2 separate regions of the Sus scrofa genome follow, and region 1 is linked to region 2. Evidence: chromatin contacts called from public Hi-C data. All regions are on one chromosome and are shown on one strand. The core of a region is the stretch at or near the end of the contact, and the rest is flanking DNA. Distances in the headings are between cores, read along the strand shown. Region 1 overlaps COMMD1 (COMM domain-containing protein 1). Region 2 has its middle 63 kb from the start of B3GNT2.

Region 1 (5,595 bases), core at 1,350-3,849, 260 kb before region 2:
TGATTTTTGGTTCTCCTTTTCTCAAAGCAACTATTCTAGGTCTGAAAACTTGACTTAGGTTGAAGAGTTCCTAGGAAGGAATATTTTAAAGAAAATTTCTATCTTTGATTTACCTATCAAATATAGTCAATCCTGCTTACAGCTGGTTTCTACAAATTCAAGGATACAGAGGGACAACTGTACTATGCCATTTCATATAAAAGATTTGACCATTCTTGATTTTGCTGTCTCTGTGGACACCAAGGCACAACTGTATTTACTGAGCCCCTAATATGCTATACCCTGCTTTGTACACAAAATGAATGTCATAGCCCATGTTGTAAAGAGTCCTGTATTATATGGTAAATGCCATAAGAAAGGTATAAATGATGTGTTCTGCTGGAATAGATCCTTATTTGGTAATCTTTTTAAACCACAGAAATATGAAAAGCCAGGGTTTTGTTTTGTTTTGTCCTAATGAAACATCTATATCTTTGACTCTGTCTTTTAAAGTTTTTTTTTTTTTTTTTTTTTTTTTTTTTTTGGCCACCCCTGTGGCATGTGGAAATTCCTGGTCCAGGGATTGAACTTGCACCACAGCAGCAACCCAGGCTGCTGCAGTGACAATACTGGATTCTTAACCCTTTACATCACAAGGGAACTCCCTAATGCCTTTTTTTTTAAATTAATGACTTTTATTTTTTCCATTATAGTTGGTTTACAGTGTTCTGTCAGTTTTCTCCTGTATAGCAAAGTGACCCAGTCACACATACATATATATACATTCTTTTTCTCACATTATCCTCTACCATGCTCCATCCTTAATTCCTTTTTTAAAAAAGCCATATTGGGAGTACCTGCTGTGGTGCAGTGGATTAAGAATCCGGCTACAGTGGCTTGGGTCACTGCAGAGATACAGGTTTGAGCCCCAGCCCAGTGCAGTGGGTTAAAAGATCCAGCATTGCCACAGCTATGGTGTAGGGTTGCAGCTGCCAGCTCAGATTCAGTCTCTGGCCCGGAAACTTCCACATGTTGTGGGTGTAGCCATAAGAAAAAAAAAAAATATTTGTGACACATGAAAGTTATATGAAATTTAAATTTCAGTGTCCATAACAAAATGTATGGTTACTTTTGCTCTACAAGGGTGGAATTAAATAGTTACAACAGAGATGGGGTGGTTGGCAAAGCCTAAAATATTTACTCTCTGCCATTTACAGGAAAATTTGCCAATTCCTGCTGGATACACCAGTGTTGAATATATCACAGTATGCTTGCCCACTCTACTCTTGGTGGGGATTTGAGAAGTTTCCAGTTTTTGCCTTATTATAAGTAGAGGATACTACATTTTATCCTTAAAAATGTAAACTTTTTTTCTCATTATGTTTCTTCTATTGATTAGAGAACACTATTTATTTAGAACTTTACTTTCTTTTATTTTTGGCTGTGCCTGCAGCGTGTAAAAGTTCCCAGACCAAAACCCATGCCATAGCAGTGACCCCAGCCTCTGCAGTAACATCTCCAGATCTTTAACTTACTTTTGCCACAAGAGAACCCCAGAAAATTTTGAGTATATAGTATAATATTGCTAATTATAGGTATAATGTATATGTAGTACATAGCTAGAGCTTATTCATCTTGCTTAACCCAAACTTTATGCCTGTTGATTAGTAACTATAATTAGTAAATGCCCATTACCCTCTAGCTTCACCTTTCCACTCTTTGATTCTATGAATTTGACTATTTAGTTGTCTCATGTAAGTGGAGTCGTGCAATATTTGTCTTTCTTTGGTTAGCTTATTTCACATAATGTCCTCAGGATTCATCTGTGTTGTTGTATATTGCCATTTTTCTTCCTTTTAAGGGCTTAATGGTATTATAATAAGGTTGTATGAGAACCACTTTTGATCAGCTCACATATAGATTGATTTTATAATTTTTTGTGTGGTTTCATTGGGCAGTGTTTTGTCCTGACAAATAAGTTGGAGGTAGGAACCTGTGCCCTGAACTTGGGTTTCTTTTGAACTCCTTCATGATTGAAGCTGCTCTTTGAAGCTGCAAGTAATTAAATACATTTATATATTTTGCTCTTTAGTTTTTATATCTCATCATACATTTTTTTAGTTTATCCAATAGTTCTTTAAAGGTCTTATGAACTAATACAGCTAATGCAGTATTTATCTTTTCTCTTGTTCTTATTTTTCCTTTATTATTAAGTCATATTTCCATAGGGTCAGGACTTTATCTCCTGTTGTAGACCTATGAACTTCAGCTGGTAGTGGAGCTCTGGTTATAATAGAAGATGACCTCTAAGCAATTCTGTTTCTTGAACAGTATTTTTTTTTAAACATAAATGTTAATTTAGGTACTTGAGTTGGATAATACACTAATCATGTGCTCTTTCCCTAGAAAAGCCTTTATGGTCTGTCAAGAGAAAAAAGAACGGGTATTTCTTTACTTTGTAATTGCTTCTGGAGACTTTCCCACACTTCCATCCCTGAACTGGCCACAAAAATGTTCTTTTAGGAAAGGCTGAATTCTTTCTCCATGAAGTTAAAGGCTAATGTGTTGCTTGGAGTGTTTAATAGGAAGAAACTTTCATAGTACTTCATCATAGTTTTTTTTTTTTTCCTCTTTGCTGACAGAGACAGAAGTCTCTTCCAAACTGGAAGAACATAAAAGATGAGTAAGTTATTGGGGGAAAGTAACTTGGCAGAATGAAAGCTAGTTGGTAACGGTGAGCTTCTACTGCAAAAGAGTGTAATTTGGAAACTTCCTGAACATTGGGTGCTCTCCTTGTGGCATATAGCCTAGCCACTTAACAACAGATCCAAATCACTGTTTGATTATCTGAGGAGTAGAGGGAATCATAAACCTAAAAGGAAAACCCTGGGTTTACTCAGAAATATATTTTCTATATTTAATTATAATACTTGAGACAAACATTTGCAATCATTTAAAATACATTAAATTCTTGAGTTTAGTCATTTATAGAAATACTGAATTGTTAATGTAAATATATTCTATTGGTCATTTTTTCGGAGAATTAAACCAACTCAGCCTTATTTTGTGGGGGGAGAGATGATTGATGAGTTTGTTTTATCTTTCTTTACCTACCTGTTGTGTATGTGTGTATTTTTTTTGATTGAATGATTCTTTAAATCCTATAGTGCTTTACAGTTTTCAGAAGTTTCACATATGATTTTATATAATCCTATAATATCCCCCCTTTTCCCCAATACCCCTATATTGCCCCGCCCCCAACTGGTAACCCCTAGTCTTTTCTCTATATCTGTGATTTATTCACCGGTTTGTCATATTTCTTTAGATTCCGCATGTAAGTGATATCACATAGTACTTGTCTTTGGCTCTCTGACTTATATCATTTAGCATAATGCCCTCTACCATGTTGCTGAATATGGCAAAATTTCACTCTTTTTTAGGTCTGGGTAGTATTTCATTGTATGTAGGGGTGTGTGTGTGTGTGTGTGTGTGTATCATATCCCCTTTTTTAAAAAATGGAGGTATAGTTAATTTACAATGTTGTGCACATCTTAAAAAAATTTTTTTTTCTTTTTTTAGGGCTGCACCTGTGGCATATGGAGGTTCCCAGGCTAGAGGTGAAATTGGAGCTGTAGCTGCTGGCCTATGCCACAGACACAGCAACGCCAGACCTGAGCCATGTCTGTGACCTATACCATAGCTCACGGCAATATGGGATCCTTAACCCACTGAGTGAGGCCAGGGATTGAACCTGCGTCCTCATGGATGCTAGTCAGATTTATTTCTGCTGAGCCATAATGGAAACTCCTGTCTTTTGGGGTTTTTTGATGGTTTTCTTTGCTGTGCAAAAGCTCATAAGTTTGATTTAGGTCCCATTGGTTTATTTTTGTTTTTATTTCTTTTGCTTTGGGAAATTGAACTAAGAAAATATTTGTGTAGTTGATGTGAGAGAATGTTTTGCTTATGTTCTCATCTAGGAGTTTTATGGTGTCTTGTCTTTAAGCCATTTTAAAAATTTTAAATTTAATTTTATTTATTTATTTTTTGGGGTGAAGAAGAAAAAAATAGCTTTAGTGCTTTGCCAGGCAAAGAAAGGTCACAGCAGGCTAATGCCTCAGAGACTGTGCCCCCGCTTAGGAAAGATTGGGAGGTGGTTTTATAGTTTGGGGAGTGAAAAATAGGGCCACAGATAGGGATCAGGGCAGAGGCAAGCTTGCATTGTTTTCAGAGCTGGTGTTCAGTGGTCTGGTGGTCTTCTTTCTGGTGTCTGGACCTACTGAGGTTCAGGTTCTTTGCGCCTCCAAGCAGAAGGAATTCAGTGAGACACAAAGTGATAGGCAAAAATAGATTTATCAAGATAGGACACTTGTGAGAGATGCAGGTGGGCAGGCAAAGAGGCTCTGCCTTTAATCCATGTTGAGTTTACTTTTGTGCATGGTTGAGGGTGTGTTCTAATTTCATTAATTTTCCCAGCACCCCTTGCTGAAGAGACTTTTTCCCATTTTGTATTCTTGCCTCCCTTGTTGAAGATTAATTGGCCATAGGTGTCTGGGTTTATTTCTGGGTTCTCTATTCTGTTCCATTGGTTTGTATGTCTGTTTTTGTACCAGTACCACACTGTCTTAATTACTGTAGCTTTGTGTTATTGTCTGAAGTCTGGGAGAGTTATGCCCAGACTTGTTTTTTTGCCTCAGGATTGCTTTGTCAGTTCTGGGTCTTTTATGGTTCCATATAAATTTTTGGATTGTTTGTTCTAGTTCTGTGAAAAATGTCATGGGTAGGGAGTTCCCATTGTGGCTCAGTGGTTAACAAATCCAACTAGGAACCATGAGGTTGTGGGTTCGATCCCTGGCCTTGCTCAATGGGTTAAGGATCTGATGTTGCTGTGAGCTGTGGTGTAGGTTGCAGACATGACTCGGATCCCATGTTGCTGTGGCTCTGGCATAGGCCTGGACCCCTAGGCTAGGAACCTCCATGTGTTGCGGGTGCAGCCCTAAAAGCCAAAAAGCTAAAAAAAAAAAAAAAAAAAAAAAATCGTGGGTAATTTGATAAGATTGCATTAAACCTGTAGATTGCTTTGAGTAGTATGACCATTTTAATGATATTAATTCTTCCAATCCAGAAGCATGGAATATCTTTCCATTTCTTTGCATCCTCTTTAATATCCTTGATTAATGTTTTATAGTTCTCAGCATATAAGTCTTTCACCTCTTTGGTCAGGTTTATTCCCAGGTATTTAATATTTGGGGGTGGATTTTAAAAGGTATTGTATTCCTTTTCTAATATTTCTTTGTTAGTATACAGAAATGCTGTTGATTTCTGAATGTTAATCTTTTTTTTTTTGGGGGGGGGTTCTTTTTGCCATTTCTTGGGCCACTCTCATGGTATATGGAGGTTCCTAGGCTAGGGGGTCTAATTGGAGCTGTAGCTGCCAGCCTATGCCACAGCCACAGCAACTTGGGATCCGAGCCGCGTCTGCGACCTACACCACAGCTCATGGCAATGCTGGATCCTTAACCCACTGAGCAAGGCCGGGGATCAAACCCACAACCTCATGGTTCCTAGTCAGATTTGTTAACCACTGAGCCATGATGGGAACTCCCTGAATGTTAATCA
Region 2 (6,236 bases), core at 963-3,462:
CATTAGAAAAAGAAGGGAAAAGCCCCTATAAATCTGATTGCAAAGGGATTAAAGAATAATCTCTTGTGTTTCTTTGAAATTAGGACATGTTTTCAACCCATAGGAACTTGCCTTTTTTTTTTTTTTTTTTTTTTAGGGCCACACCCAAGGCATATGGAGGTTTCCAGGCTAGGGGTTGAATTGAAGCTACAGCTGCCGGCCTACACCATAGCCACAGCAATGCCGGATCCTTAACCTACTGAGCAAGGCCAGGGATTGAACATGCAACCTCGTGGTTCATAGTCGGATTCCTTTCCACCGTGGACCTTGTAATTGATAGCTTCCCTTCCTTCTTTCCTTTCTAGCACATAAAATGATACATTTGCCATTGATAATATCTTATAGTCACTTGTGTCTTAGATCAGATGAAATGTGACAGATTCTGTGCTGAGGTTTTCCTGGAGCTATGGAGAAAGGAATAGATTATACTTCATGTATCAGAACTTCAAAAAATCCTCTCCAAATATCTCACTCTTTCCCCAAATTCCCCTTGCCTCTATAGTGACCTGACATTTTCCTGTTTTATCTCCAGCCACTTCTGCTACCTGCCAGCCCTTGCGGGCCTCTCATTTCTGCCCTCACCTTTCTCCTCATTCTCCCCTCCCCCACCTTAATCTCTCGCTTCTATAGCCCCTCAGAGTCTCCATCTCTTCTTTCCAATTTAGCCCCTTCTCTTGGTGGCTCCATTTCCTGTCCCCAGGAGCACATTCCATTCAGGAAAAGAAAGAGTTCTCCAAGTAATCTACTGTCTTCTTTAGAAGGAGAATAGCAAGGAAGCGATTATGGCTACTTAACATTTAATTTCATGTGTGTGGTCTCAGAGATAATCATGCTGACCCCCTCGTGAGGCTTCATGAGGATTAGAAGAAACAGGAAAGGAGTTCCCGATGTGGCTCAGTGGTAACGAACCCAACTAGTATCCTTGAGAATGCAGGTTCAATCCCTGGCCTTGATCAGTGGGTTAACCATCCGGTGTTGCCATGGGCTGTGGTGTAGGTCACAGATGTGGCTTGGATCTGCCATTGCTGTGACTGTGGCGTAGGCTGGCAGCTACAGCTCTGATTTGACCCCTAGCCTGGGAATTTCCATATGCCACAGCCCTAAAAGGGGGGGGGAGAGACAGGGAATGCAAATACTTGGCAAGTTGCTGGCACATGTTAATAATTCAATCAATGTTAGCAATCATTATTTACACGTGTTCTATAAATGATGATACAATTAACATTGTAATCCCACACAAAAGAAAAAAGGCCCATGAATAAAGAATCACCCATTGTCTCACCATTACATATTTTCCTGGTTGTAATACCATAAAAATGCCATGCTGAAATCGGATTTTTATGCTTTTCCAGTGACAGAAGCATTCTTGTGAATCACAGACCATAAATGGAGATGTAAAAGGGCGGAAAGAAAGTCATTGCGCATTTTAATGCATTTTAACATGTAGCATTCTGTGATATTTTTAGATCACCACTCAGAGGAACTTGCTGTCATCTCCCTGTGGCATGAATTGCTTTTTCTCCAGAAGAAGGCCATTTGGCAAACACACTGAAACTCAAAGGAATGCTACCACCTTCTATTCTAATGAAGTACCTGAAGACTATTTAAAAAAACTTTGGAAACTAGGGCAATAATTTTTAATATGCTTTCCTATTTCTAATCATGGAAGAGCACACCCTCACAGGGTTTAAAATATAACCTGCGGTCTTGATTGTCACTTCACATCACATGACTGGAATTGAAGAGACCACCTCAGGGCTGAGACCTTGCTACAGACTGAATCGTGCCCTGTACCAGATTCATCGGTTGAATCCCCAACCCCTAATGGGATGGTATTTGGAGATGGGGACTTTGAGAGGTGATTAGGGTTCAGTGAAGTCATGAGGGTGTGGCCCCCATGAGGGGGAATACTACCACCCATAGCGCCCCCATGAGAGACACCAGGGAGCTCTCTCTCCCTGTGTAACACAAAGAAGAGAGCACGTGCAAGGCAGTGGCTGCGGACAGGGCAAGAGAAGGCGCTCAGAAGGCAACCTGCCTCCCTGGCACCTTCATCTTGAGCTTCCCAGCCTCTAGTAATTTCCGTTTGTTTAAGCCACCCAGTCTATGGTATTCTGTTATGGCAGCTTGAATAAACTAATACAGTCTGGGATCCTCCCGTATTCAAAGTCAGCAGAAAGGTTAACACTGAGCTTTCTTAGGTCAGCCTCTCCGTGCAAAGGGAAGCAAGTCTCCTTAGTGACAGTTGAGTCAATATAAGAAGTAAAGAACATTTGCGTAACACAGGCATATTTCAGAGACATTGCAGGTTGGGTTCCAAACCACCACAATACAGTGAGTCACATGAATTTTTCTGTTTCCCAGTGCACATAAAATTATGTTGAAACTATACTGTAGTCTATTAAAGTGTGCAGTAGCATTATGTCTTACACAAAGTACAGACCTTAATTTTAAAATGCTTTATGAGGGGAGTTCCCATTGTGGCTCTGTAGTTAATGAATCCAACTAGCATCCATGAGGACTTGGGTTCGATCCCTGGCCTCACTTAGTGGGTTAAGGATCTGGCGTTGCTGTGAGCTGTGGTGTAGGTCGAAGACGTGGCTCGGATCCTGTGTTGCTGTGGCTCTGGCGTGGGCCAGCGGCTACAGCTCCGATTGGACCCCTAGCCTGGGAACCTCCATATGCTGCAATGTGGCCCTAAAGAAAAAAAGACAAAAGCCCCCCCAAAAAAACAAAAACAACAACAAAAAAAACAAAACAAAATGCTTTATTACTAAAAAAAATGCTAACCATCATCTGAGCCTTCAGGGAGTTGTAGGAGAAACATCAAATGTCACTGATCACGGAATACCATAACAAACATAATAATGACAAAGTTTGAAACATTTCAAGAATTACCAAAATGTGACATAGAGACACGAAGTGAGCAAATGCTGTTGGAGAAATGGCACAGATAGGCTTGCCTGATGCAGGGTTGCCACAAACCTTCAATTTGTAAAAAATGCAGTATCTGCAAAGTGCAATAAAGAAAAACACAATATAATAAGGTGTGCCTGTGTTGCAAATGGAGCTTTGATGAAACCCAAAATTAATTTTATTTTAAGAAATTGCAATGTGCTGCTCAACTGTTCCTGATTCTTTGCTGTCTGAAGGAAGGAGCTGATGAATCCCCAGCCAGTGCAGGATATTTTGCCGTCTCAGGAGGTCTATGCTGCCACTTTGGCACTGACCACTTCAGCAGCTTCTGGGGGCCCCGTCATTTTGTGGTTCAGCTAAGAGACCTTTAGACCATGTCTGGAGTAGGATACAAATGATCTGTGCCTCTTGACCTTGAGGATAACTACATTCATCTCTAAAGGGTAATTCTTAGCTCTTTTTTTTTTTTTTCTTTTTCTTTTTGAGGAGGGGGACTCTGAGAGAAAGAATGTAACTATGGTAAAATTTGGAGTCATTTCCCTGAGAATGAGGTGACAGAAAAAAATTTTCCTCTTCCCTTCCTCCTTTTTGCTATGTATTTGTGTTGTGGGAGAAGGAAAGTTTGCTCTTTAAAACAGGAACTGGGAGTTCCTGCTGTGGCTCAGTGGTAACGAACCTAACTAGTATCCACAAGGACTTGGGTTCAATCCCTGACCTCCATCAGTGGGTTAAGGATCTGGCATTGCCATGAGCTGTGGTATAGATTGCAGACATGGCTGGGATTCTGCGTGGCTGTGTCTGTGATGTAGGCTGGCAGCTAAAGCTCCGATTTGACCCCTAGCCTGGGCACTTCCGTATCCCACACATGTGGCCCTAAATAGTGAAAAATAGATAAATAAATAAATAAAACAAGAACTGGAGTAATGCAGCACTGTAAGTCAACTATACTCCAATTTAAAAAAAAAAAAATTGAAGAGTTCCCTTTGTGGCTCAGTGGTTAACAAACCCGACGAGGATCCATGAGGATGCAGGTTCTGTCCCTGGCCTCGTTCAGCGGGTTAAGGATTCAGCATTGCCATGAGCTGTGGTGTAGGTCACAGATGTGGCTCGGATCTGGCATTGCTGTGGCTGTGGCGTAGGCTGGCAGATGTAGCTCTGATTAGACCCCAGCCTGGGAACCTCCATATGCTGTGGGTGCAACCCTAAAAATCAAAAAGCGGAAAAAAAAAAAAAAAAGCAAAAAGAAAAAGAAAATAAAGGGTTATTGCCATGGCAAAGATTCCATTTCTGGCTGCCACCTTCCCATTCTAGAGAAATGTCTTATTTTTTCTGAGGGGAAACGTTTCTTAGTCTGGGTGAATCCCTTGCTGGCCTCAGTGTTCAAGGTGGGCACTGACTTGCCCAGGCCAGGAGAGTGGGCAGCACCTTCCCAGTGAGGCGGGAAGAATTTTGAATAGAGGAGGGGCCCAGGGGCAGCAGGGAAGAGAAGGGAGGGCGGGCGGAGAGGTTTAGAGAAAGGAGAGTGGAGGACTTAATATCCAGGCTGCACAGAGGCAGACCCAGGAATGCTCCCAGGTTGGCATAGTGAACATGGTGGCTGGGCAGAGCTGCAAAGTGGCCTCTCTCCAGTGGTTATAAAGGCCGGCCACACACAGCCGCTTTGGACAAGTGACGGCTCTGTGAAATCAAGAGGGAGCTGGGTTCTGGGGGGGTAGGGCCAGAGAAGGAAACAGCCCCAGTGCCTGACATAGGCATTCACTGGGAAAAAGAAACTTGAGTGAGGCCAGAAGAAGGAAAAGGTCGAACCATTTAGATGCAGAGGTGAAGGACAGGGCCACTCCCTGAGGCTGAGGCTGTCCCAGCAGCCCTCGTCAGGTGTAATGAGGATGTGCTTTGACTTCTGGTGCCGGAACAATCCCAGCCAGAGTCCACAGGAGCGAGGACACAGCCAGGGCTGTGAGGACACAGCCAGGGCTAGTCTTGACAGTCCTGCTCATTGTCCTGGGAAGCATCAAGCCCCAAGTCTCAAAAGGAGTCCCAGGCGACCAGAGTGGTAGACTGACTCTCTGGTGGTCTAATTTTGGTGGTGCCAGAGGGCCTGGACTTGGCAGCCAGTCAGAGGGTCCTGTCTGCGCAGATGGTGAAGAGCCAGGAAGAAACCCAGCAGTCAGTGTGGCCTTCTGCAGCAAGTAGTTGTTATCTTTTTATTTTTTATTTTGCATTTTATTTTTAAAAATTTTTTATTTATTTTATTTAATTAATTAATTAATTAATTTTCTTTTTGCCTTTTCTAGGGCTGCTTCCTGCGGCATGTGGCAATTCCCAGGCTAGGGGTCAAATCAGAGCCACAGCCGCTGGCCTACGCCAGACCCACAGCAACTTGGGATCCGAGCCGTGTCTGCGACCTACACCACAGCTCACAGCAACGTTGGATCCTTAACCCACTGAGCAAGGCCAGGGATCGAATCCACAACCTCATGGTTCCTAGTCAGATTCGTTAACCACTGCGCCACGACGGGAACTCCAGTAGTTGTTATCTTTGGGGACAAGGCAAGGTGTGAAATACACAACACCCTAGCTGTGATAGGATCAAAAGCCAGACTGTTTTGATGCTTCTTAAATGCCTTCTGTTTATTCACTTTCATGTGTAGCAAAGTCATTTTGAAAGCCTGCCACGACTGGGTTAAGAATGTCAAAGCATAGTTTTCAAAAAGTTAAAAACATAGCTCTCCTACAAGCATACAGTGAGTCCTTGTCAAATATTTATTTAGTTTCTGAAGGAGGGAACCAGTGTGATGAAAACGCTGGGTCAAAGGAGAATAGACTGGAGTCTGTATGGTCCGTGAAAAGAAGAACGTGAAAAGAAGATGGCTGAGTTAGATATGGAATAGGTTCATGTCCTTATAGGGCAATCAAACTATAACCTTTGGGCTTATCTTTTCTACCAGACAGCATTTACATCTTTACTGGAAAAAAAGTCATTTGCAGAACATATCACTCTTTTAAACGTTAAATGTAACTTTACAGAGCCTGGCATAGGCAGCTGTAAATTGTAGGTCAAACAAGTTGCATCCCCTTAGAAAATCAGGTGACTCACAGGCAGGTTGTTATACAGAGTCATGTGGCTTTGAAAGGTTCAGAGAGTAATCTCTCTGCTGAATTTCCCATTTGTGGATAATTTTTCTTAAAGGGGAAGCAGGGCCCTAGACCTTTGTCCTCGCTTAGGTCAGACAACTAAAGAGGAACAGCAGAGGCGTTCCTGTTGTGGCTCAGCAGTTAAC

What was found. Hi-C and Micro-C count contacts between places; a contact is called where the count stands out from the background.
Region 1: a contact with region 2 is called in a Hi-C map of embryonic fibroblasts, with 4 times the contacts expected there. The contact joins two enhancer-like sites. A contact is called at or near these places in 1 of 47 Hi-C or Micro-C datasets (embryonic fibroblasts) and 1 of 2 datasets of contacts at active chromatin or transcription factors (alveolar macrophages).

The regions. Positions count from the first base shown.
Region 1 is chr3:79,893,950-79,899,544 of Sscrofa11.1, reverse strand. All of the region lies in intron 1 of COMMD1 (COMM domain-containing protein 1), which reads left to right. Among named protein-coding and RNA genes, the nearest start is that of COMMD1, 17 kb to the left of the region's middle. Within about 2 kb of position 2,599, at least 3 of the 83 cell types and tissues checked have an H3K27ac peak or open chromatin away from gene starts, as enhancers often do. A contact at or near this core is called in embryonic fibroblasts, where this site is marked.
Region 2 is chr3:79,637,752-79,643,987 of Sscrofa11.1, reverse strand. No RefSeq gene overlaps it. Among named protein-coding and RNA genes, the nearest start is that of B3GNT2, 63 kb to the left of the region's middle. Within about 2 kb of position 2,212, at least 16 of the 83 cell types and tissues checked have an H3K27ac peak or open chromatin away from gene starts, as enhancers often do. A contact at or near this core is called in embryonic fibroblasts, where this site is marked.